Regions from separate parts of the Mus musculus genome. Here all the other regions are linked to region 1. A link is a contact called in public Hi-C data. All regions are on one chromosome and are shown on one strand. Each heading gives the region's core, a stretch centred on a gene start, on an enhancer-like site or on the middle of the called end of the contact. The rest is flanking DNA. Distances are from core to core; before and after follow the strand shown.

What was found. Hi-C and Micro-C count contacts between places; a contact is called where the count stands out from the background.
Region 2: a Hi-C map of the N1E-115 cell line shows a contact between it and region 1, with 5 times the contacts expected there. The contact joins the promoter of Lmbr1 here to the enhancer-like site in region 1. A contact is called at or near these places in 1 of 484 Hi-C or Micro-C datasets (the N1E-115 cell line) and 4 of 115 datasets of contacts at active chromatin or transcription factors (embryonic stem cells, large pre-B cells and stem cell-derived neural progenitor cells).
Region 3: a contact with region 1 is called in a Hi-C map of cortical neurons. The contact joins the promoter of 3110082J24Rik here to the enhancer-like site in region 1. A contact is called at or near these places in 8 of 39 promoter capture datasets (the 3T3-L1 cell line, HPC-7-derived erythroid cells, cranial neural crest and 4 more), 2 of 15 datasets of contacts at CTCF or cohesin (large pre-B cells and pro-B cells), 15 of 484 Hi-C or Micro-C datasets (B cells, the C10 cell line, the G1E-ER4 cell line and 9 more), 12 of 115 datasets of contacts at active chromatin or transcription factors (the 230-238 cell line, astrocytes, bone marrow-derived dendritic cells and 8 more) and 4 of 9 other capture datasets (adipose tissue, embryonic stem cells, liver and 1 more).

Annotation. Positions count from the first base shown.
Region 1 is chr5:29,771,534-29,774,269 of GRCm38.p6, reverse strand. It overlaps a transcript of Dnajb6 not described here. Among named protein-coding and RNA genes, the nearest start is that of Gm5129, 37 kb to the right of the region's middle. Within about 2 kb of position 1,414, at least 94 of the 459 cell types and tissues checked have an H3K27ac peak or open chromatin away from gene starts, as enhancers often do. A contact at or near this core is called in the 230-238 cell line, the HL-1 cell line, the HPC-7 cell line and 9 more, where this site is marked.
Region 2 is chr5:29,376,965-29,379,700 of GRCm38.p6, reverse strand. It overlaps Lmbr1 (limb region 1), which reads left to right and starts at 1,311. Exons shown (of 17, transcript NM_020295.3): 1 at 1,311-1,574. The coding sequence starts at 1,509.
Region 3 is chr5:30,104,738-30,107,473 of GRCm38.p6, reverse strand. 3110082J24Rik (RIKEN cDNA 3110082J24 gene) reads left to right here and starts at 1,388. Exons shown (of 3, transcript NM_001256263.1): 1 at 1,388-1,467; 2 at 2,060-2,411. The coding sequence starts at 2,115. It overlaps Garem2 (GRB2 associated regulator of MAPK1 subtype 2), which reads right to left and starts at 2,278. Exons shown (of 6, transcript NM_001167879.1): 1 at 2,071-2,278. The coding sequence starts at 2,182.

The DNA of each region.
Region 1 (2,736 bases), core at 165-2,664:
ACCTCTGGAAGAACAGTCGGTGCCATCTCACAAGTCCCATATTCACCTATTTTCTTTCCTTTTTTGAAAAAGTGGGTTTGTTTTGATGCTGGTGACCCAAACCAGAGCCTAAGGCAAGTCAAGCACTGGTCCACACCCGGGGTTATGAGGTCATGTTTCTTTTCCACTTGGGGAACGAAACACACCAGAAAACATATGCCTTGAAACAACTAATGAAAATTTAAAACAAACTCACGATCTGACAGTGTCCCCAGCCAAGACACTGAGGTCGCCCGGAAGCTGAGACAGAAAGACTTGGCAACTGTCACAGAGTGTGGTACGGCTTCAGATCTGAGTCCAGCTGAATGTGGGTACTGACTTCACATAAGCTCCTCCCCAAGTACACAAGGAGAAAGAAGTCTATTTCACTAGGTCATTAATGCCATCAACCTGATATTTCGTCTGTATCACCTGCTGGCTCACAAGATGAAGTCAGTCACACCACTGGCGTCAAAACATGTGCCAGGCACTGGGACTGGCACACAGGGTTCTTGTTCTTAGACTTAGTGCTGTAGTTTCAAACAAACTCTGCACTGTCGGTCTCAAATGAACACAACAGAATGAGGACATCTGTGAGAGGACACGCTTGAGCAGCCAGAAAGTGAGAAACCAAGTGGGGCATGTATAAAACCAGCCTGGCATGAAGGAAGGTGTGACAGCAGGGTCATCTTAGGAAACCGACATTAGTAGAGAAGAGTTAGGAAGCGCACAAGTAGGCAAAAGTCACATTTCATCTGGAGACCTAGAAACCAGGGAATCCCGAAAGCACTAATTTCAACAGGACAGTAATTTTATTTCTAACTCAGGCTAGACAAGTACCCTACCACTGAGTCACATCCTCAGTCTTAAAAAGGGCCATGTCCTCTGGGGTCAGAAGATACATGGAGTGACTATGAAAATAACTGGTGAGCTGGGTGACACTTACAATCCCAGCATTTAGGATGCTAAGACAAGAGCTGAGTTCCACAAATGAGTTCCAGGGTAGAGCCCCTGCCTCTGTGGTTAAGAACTATGAAAAGCACCAGTTGAGCTTCTTCTGGTGCTGTGTCACAAACATCCTGAACTCACTGAGTCACAGTGGACAAGACAAACAGCCAAATGACTTCCAGCAGCCGAGTGTAGTTGGTATGCCCTAACGTGTCAGTTCCATGTGGTGGCACACAAATCCCATTGCTCATACCCATCAAAAGCCCTGGGTAAAGGTGCCCATAGTCAATCATTTCTCAGACCAGTAGGGCTGGCAATTAATGGGCATCTTAAAAACACCAACTGTTCCCATAACCAGGGCCAAATGCTGTTAGTTACAGATGGTGCTGCATAGCAACTCCCTGCACCCCACAGCCGTGGCCACTCCTGTAGCACCCTCTAGGACCAGAGCCAGATCTTATGGGGAACAAACGCAAGGCAGCATCAGACTTCACTTCCCTCTGTCACATGAGTACCAGTAAAAAGACAAACAGGGCTGAAAGGTGGTGGACATAAACCAGATGCCACTTAGTAAATTCTTTTGGAGCTGGGGAAATGGCTCAGCAGTTAAAAATCTGCTCCTAAAATCCAAACCAGAGCTGGGCAGTGGAGGCACACACCATTAATCCCAGCACTCAGGAGGTAAAGGCAGGTGCATGTCTTAAAGTTGGGGTTCTAGAGTTCCAAGACAGCCTTGAAACCTCAAAAATAAATTGGGGGGTACTTTTTTTTGAGTCTTACTGCATTGATAGTTCATCAAGGAATGGAAACAAAATAGAATTCTCCACTTCTGTCTCTGTATCTGTCTGTGATTGCTGGCTTATCTGCAGCATTTTCCCCTTTCAGCCCCAGAAACCTTGTAAACCAAGTGATACCAGCATTAATGATGAGAAAATATCAGGACACAGACACAGCTGAAATGAATCTTGTAAAGGCCAGGCAGATGCCAGCTTTCTGAGTCATTTCTTGTCAGCTTAGACCACTCAAAACACTGGAAAGCTAGAGGCAGTAAATCTGCAGGTTGGCCACCCCCAATAGTGGTATGTCTCTCTTCCTGCCACTGTGATGAAATACTCTGACAGACAGTAGGGTAGAAGAGCAGTAGTCGGTTACAAAGAGCAGCACAGGATGTTGACCATTAGTGTCCCAGCCACAGAACGGTGCCAGCCACAGGTGCAGGTTCTCACCTCAAATAACCAAAAGAATCCTCTACATACACACCCAGACACCTATCTCCCAGTTCTGGGTATCAGGGCTATCGATTACTACAAAAAGTCCCAGAGAAAATGGATAAATTTCAGGATCTATTTCCTCGAAACTGGTAGAAAGAAGACTTTTTTTGTATTGTTTTGGTTTTTTGTTTTATTGAGACAAAGTTTCTCCATTTAAAAAAAGTTTCTCAAAACCCGGGGCTGTCCTGGAACTGGGAACTAACTCTGTAGACCAGGCTGGTCTCAGTCAGAGATCTGCCTTCCTCTGTTTCCAAAATCAGGGATTAAAGGTATGTGCCACCTCCAGCTGGCTGAAAGGAGACTTTTTGTATATTAATCTTTCTAAAAGCAGCCTCTCGCAGAATATGATGCTGTCAGTAGGCTGGAGAGCTGGCTCTCCAGCATTTTGTATTCTCCCAGATGGCCTGAGTTTGGTTCCCAGCACCGCAGCCACCTCATCACCACCTATAACTCCAGCTTTAAGGAATCAGACAGGCTCTTGAGTTTACATTGAGTGCAT
Region 2 (2,736 bases), core at 62-2,561, 390 kb after region 1:
ACAAATAAAACTGAATGAAAGCTGGGTAAGCTTCCATGAATAGCCCTGCAACAGAAATGTAAGGGTTTAAATGGTTGCAGTATTCAATTGGAAAGATGTGAAATACTTTCTGGAATATCTGCCCCAGAGCTACACACCTCAAAAGCTGATGTGTTTATCCTTTGATTTGGACAGATTAGCCCAGGAATCATCCAGATCAGTTCAGGTGGGTATTTAACCTAGCTCCCAGAACGCGGTTGTCCAGGAAAAAGGTCTTTTTCCTTGTTCTTTAGGGCTGAGACATTTAAAGACACGTCAAAGGCAAACTGGTTTGAATTCAGACACGTTGTTGCTGACTGATGAGCCTGCTGTATCGGGAACACACGCTGGGAGCAAGACTCAGGTTCCCCAGGCTCTTCTACCAAATGAACCCAGAATCAAAATTGCAAATAATCCTTTTAATTCCAGCTGTTTTGGCCCAGGCCTTTAATCATGACTCCCCGGAAGCAGAGGCAGTCGGATCTCTTGAGTTTCAGGACAACCAGGACTGCATAGAGAACCCTGTCTAGAAAATCCAAATCAACCAACCAAATACTCCTTTAAATTCCAATTTTAAAACAAAAATTGCATAATGAAGGGAAATGGCTGTGTTGGCATACTTAGTCGTGCCTCATATCAAGGGCGTTGTTTAAGGCCTACAGAGGATCATTAACCATCAGAGCCCATCTTCAGACCTGGGGGCCCTAGGCTATCTCAGTTCTCCAGGACAGCGGCTCTCCTATCTCCGCAGAGGCAGAAGGACTTCAGAGTGCTAAGCTGCAACGGCTTTCCCGCTTTGCACTTGCTTGGGAGAGAAATTTTCCGTAGTAGGCCCTAGGTCTTTAAGGTTGGTCGAGCCCAGTGCTAAACTCAGATTCTGAGAACAAGGGTGGAGCAAGGCGTGATCCAAAAGCCCCGGGGTGATCCAAAAGCTTCAATAAACAAGTGAGGGCGGGTGCACCTGTGCCCGGATCTCCAAATCCCGTTCGCACCAGGGCTTCCGCCTCTAGACCTCATCCCCTGCCTGGAGCTTCGGCCCGCCCTTACTCTGGGCAATGACTAACAAGGCTGGACCACAACACTTCAGGCCCAGCTCCGAGATTTATGTCCTGCTGCAGCACGCGTCAGAAGGCCACTTCAGTCCAGGACCCTAAAAACCCCGCCCCCGTTCCTCCAGTCTCTCTCCAAGGCGCCTAGCGACCTTCGGCCCAGCGCCCCACGCGCAGAGGCGCTCTTCTCTGACGTACGGCGCTCTCAGAGTGACGCACAAGTCCCGCCCCGACCTCAAGCCCCGCCCAGGCTGTGGCCATTCCCCGCCTCTTGTATCTTGAACCGCTTCTCCCTGAGCTCAGGCGGCGTTTTCCGATCCTGCTGCGGTCTAGGTGGCGTTTCTGTCCGGCCACGAGAGACTGTATAGCCCCGCCGCCCGCGGGCAATGGTGCGGCGGAGCGCGCAGACGCGGGCGGCCCTGCGGTGGGTATGAAAGGAGGATGGAAGGGCAGGACGAGGTGTCGGCGCGGGAGCAGCACTTCCACAGCCAAGTGCGAGAGTCCACGGTGCGTGGTCGGGCGGTTCCCTGGTGCTGCGCCGCGCGTTGGACCCAGGAGCGCAGCGTAGACCAGCACGGTCCCATAGTTTCTTCCCGGACCCTTCACGCATGTTGGCCTTCCAGCACCCCACTGGGTCTGCTGCAGACTGACTCCGACGCCCCGCATCACTTGAGACCCGTTCACCTGCTCCCCATCTTCTCACCTCTGTCACCTCCTGCTCTGTCACCCTACTGCTCTCTCCTCTTGTAGGTCTCCCTCGCGCCACCAGCGTTCTCTCCCCTCCTTTCTGTCCTCTCCTTACCTATGTTCCCTCCCCTTCATTCTAACTTCCTATCTTTCTCCTGTCACCTTTATACCCACCCACCACCCCGTACCTATGTCTTCCTTCCGCTGCGTCACCTGTGCTCCTCCCTTTCCCTGAGCTCCCTCCTATCATTTCTGCCCGCTTCCAGTCACCTGTGCCCACCTCTGGTCACCTGAGTTCGGCTCTCCTCCCAACACTTGTAGCCCGTCATCATCGGACCTCCTCAGTCACCTACACTTAACCTGCGTCCATTTCTCCTATACTCTCCCTATGCGTCCATTCAACTCATCTGCACCTTTATCATCTGCTTCACCATCTTCACCTGAGTTTATCCCGCATCTCCTGCTAACTGAGGGTATAGGGTGATGGGTGGCTGCCTCTTTTCTTCTAGCCGGGCGTGGTACCTGGTATCTGGGCTGAGCTTGCTGTGGCTCAGCTGTAAGTACAGACACCTGGCTTCCCAAGCTTCCAGCCCTGCAGTGGCTCTGGCCTCCCACCCGCATCTCCCTATACTCACACCCTCTCTAAACCCCTCTATCCAGGACAGAGTTAAAAACTTCCCGAGGAGTGTAGACAAGTCTTTCGTAGGAAGGGCGAGAGCAGGAACCTACAGTGCTGTCAAACAACTGCTCTGGAAAGGATGGACCCCTTTCATCCTGCTGTTTCTAGCAGGTCAGGAAGCCAGCTTGGCTCCCTAAGGTCTCTTTTGATGAGTGCCTTTCAGGATGCCCTACACTATTGTAAAAGAATTAGTTTGTGTCCCCATAACTCTGCAAAGTATGTTCAAGTTACATATTTGCATTCACCTCTCTTCTAGTTCACGTTCCCCTCTCAGTCACACCCTTGGTTTGAGGGAAACATTCT
Region 3 (2,736 bases), core at 139-2,638, 330 kb before region 1:
CACTGGATTTAGGAAAGCAGAGTGGGGGAGGGGGAAGGAGTCTAGTCTGAGGGAAACAGCCCAGGGGCAGAGGTGCAGGGGTTGGGAGGGGTCTGGGCTCAAGAGGCTCCATCCCCAGCAACGGTTTCCAGGGGAGCAGGAGGGGGCAGCCCAGCTTCCAGGAGACTGATGGGGCGTATCCTGGATGCAGCTGGTGGGCACAGTGGGGGTGGGGATGTCTCCTTCCCAGCCCCCTCACGTGCACACGCGCGTGTGGGCATACACACACACACACACACACACACACATCTTACAATTTTTCTACCAGCCCAATGAATGGGAAATGGTTTACTCTAACAGCGGGGGACTTCATAAAGCATGTCTATGTGGGGTGAACAATGGGTGGGGTATGCAGGGCTTTCAGGGGAAGATCTCCCATTCTGGGTGTGAGGATGTATGTGCACTAAAGTGCAAATATGCACAGGGGAGGTTTGTTGTTTCTCCTCCAGCTCTACAAGCTCTCCTTGGAGCTAATCTAACAAGCCCCACCCCCCACTCCTCCACAGAGACACAGGCCAAAGCCACACAGGTATACACACCAATAGCCAGGGGTCACCCTCAGCAATAGTTCAGCTGCACCCAACAAGACAAATGCTTGTCATCCAAACAGCACAACTCAGTCTCAAGATCCTACCAGGGGACCCCTCCTGAATGCATACCAACGAGAGGACTTCCAAGGACACACAATTTCAAGCATACATTTTTATTCTAATGGTTACGACAGTAATAACCACACTGTCACAGACAGCTAGGCCATCCCACACTATTGCTCATTCATTCATTCACTTAATGAATGAATGTCCATACTCCTTGGCCCTCCCCAAAAGCCAGCAGCCCTGTGGAATGGGGCGCACAGGTGTCAGGGAAGCACAGAGAAGTCCTAGCCATAAAGAAGCGCTCAGAAAAGAACTCAAAGAAAAGGGTGTCAAAGAGATGCGTGGGAAGTGAGCAGGAAGAACCTAGGGCAGAATTTCCTATTCACAAGCAGACACAGTCCAGCTGCAAGCGCAGTCCTGGGATCTCACGCTGAGCAGTGAGTGAGGTCCCACCAGAGTTAGACTGCCAGGTATTCCACCTAAAGGACCGGGACACACTGAAGTCCCACTGAGCCTGCTTCGGCCCGCCTGGTGCTCACTGTGCCCAGTTCTTGCTGTTGCGGGTCTGAGGAGGGGCTGCCAGTCCAAGAACAGCACAGGAGTCCCATTAGCATTCAGGGAAGCGAGTGTGCCAACGCGGGCCAAACCCCTATTCTTCTCACACACAAAACCCCCAGCCTGGCTGCCAGCCCCGGCTCCCGCCCCTCCCCCAACCAAACAGCTCCCCTTTCCCCCAACACTACAGTCCTCTTGCTCTGTGCAGCCTTCAGGCTCTCCTATATTCGGTCCCATCATCGGAACACCCGCACCTGCTGGCGAAATAGGACGAGAGGTGGGGGAGGGCCGGGGGTCCTCTGCTGAGATAGGGAAGGGTGTGTGTGTGTGGGAGGGGGGTGCCTGGTGGCCGGCCCGCTCACTCAGGCCTCTCCGGAGGATAGTCTGCCCGTTGCCAAAAGACCTCAGGATGTCAAAGGACGGTTCAGGAAAGGTCCCAAAAAGGGACTAGCGGGGATGGTAGGGAAAGACCTATCGTGGTCCAAGAGATGCGGTACGATGAAGGTGAGAGGCTGGAAGACAAAGGGATCAAGGGGGTGCGGCCTGGGCAGGGGCCGATAGGCGCCGGGAAAGCGGGGTGCACCGACAGAGCGGCCCACAGACTCAGCATCGCTACTGGCTCCAGGGGGACTGAAAACTTTGTTGCAACCCTGCGGCCAGTTACTAACCCTGTGGGGGGTCGGAGGGGCCCAGAAGCGGCTCCCAGACTTGGGGGCTCCGGTTGTGCCAGGAGCAGCCCCAGAAGACAAGCAAAGCCCCCCATCAACGGGGACAGGGAGGGTAGTGACTGAATGCGCCTGTAAGTCCTGCCAGCTCCAACAGAGCGAAGCCCCGACTTTTCGCATCCTCCGCCTCCGTCTCCCCTCTAGACACCGGGTACCTGGTCCGAGGCAGGCGAGCGTGGGCAGGCGGCAGCGGCTGACGATGAGGTCCAGCGGGAAAGCGCCCATGCTCCAGCGCAGCCCGGCCAGCCCGGCCGCCAGCTTCTCCATGGCATGGGCGCTCCCCGGGGTTCGCCGTCCCGGGACCCCGACGGCCAGTCCCGCGCAGCTCGGGCTGCGCGCCCACCACCTCCTCCTGGGCCGAAGCGGCGCTCCCCGCCTGGCAGCCCAGCTGAGCCTCGGGAGTCACGTGGCCAGCCTCCTTCCACGGGGCATCAGCCCCCACCCCCATCCCCGCCCCGCGCCCCGCCCGCCGGGCCCGCACCCCCGGAGCGCCCAGGTGACAGGGTGCTCGGGGTGGAGATGGTTAGGGAAAAGAGAACAGGTCCGATGGGACTCTGGCCGGGTGGGTGTCCGAGGTTTTCCCCTCGTGCCAAGGCCTCGCGGAGTCCGGACTCAGGATTGCTGCGTTGCTCACATCCGCTACTCCAAGCTCAGCGGCGGGGATGCTCAGACTGGGGAGGAGCAAAGAGGGCAGGCGGCACTTGGAGTTTGAATCTAAGTAGTGTTGGAATCCTGTAAGAGCACTTTCCGAAACCCCGCTCCACCCCCCCCACGCCCTCCCCCTCCCCCCAATCTGCTCTGTAGATGGGAAAACAGATTCA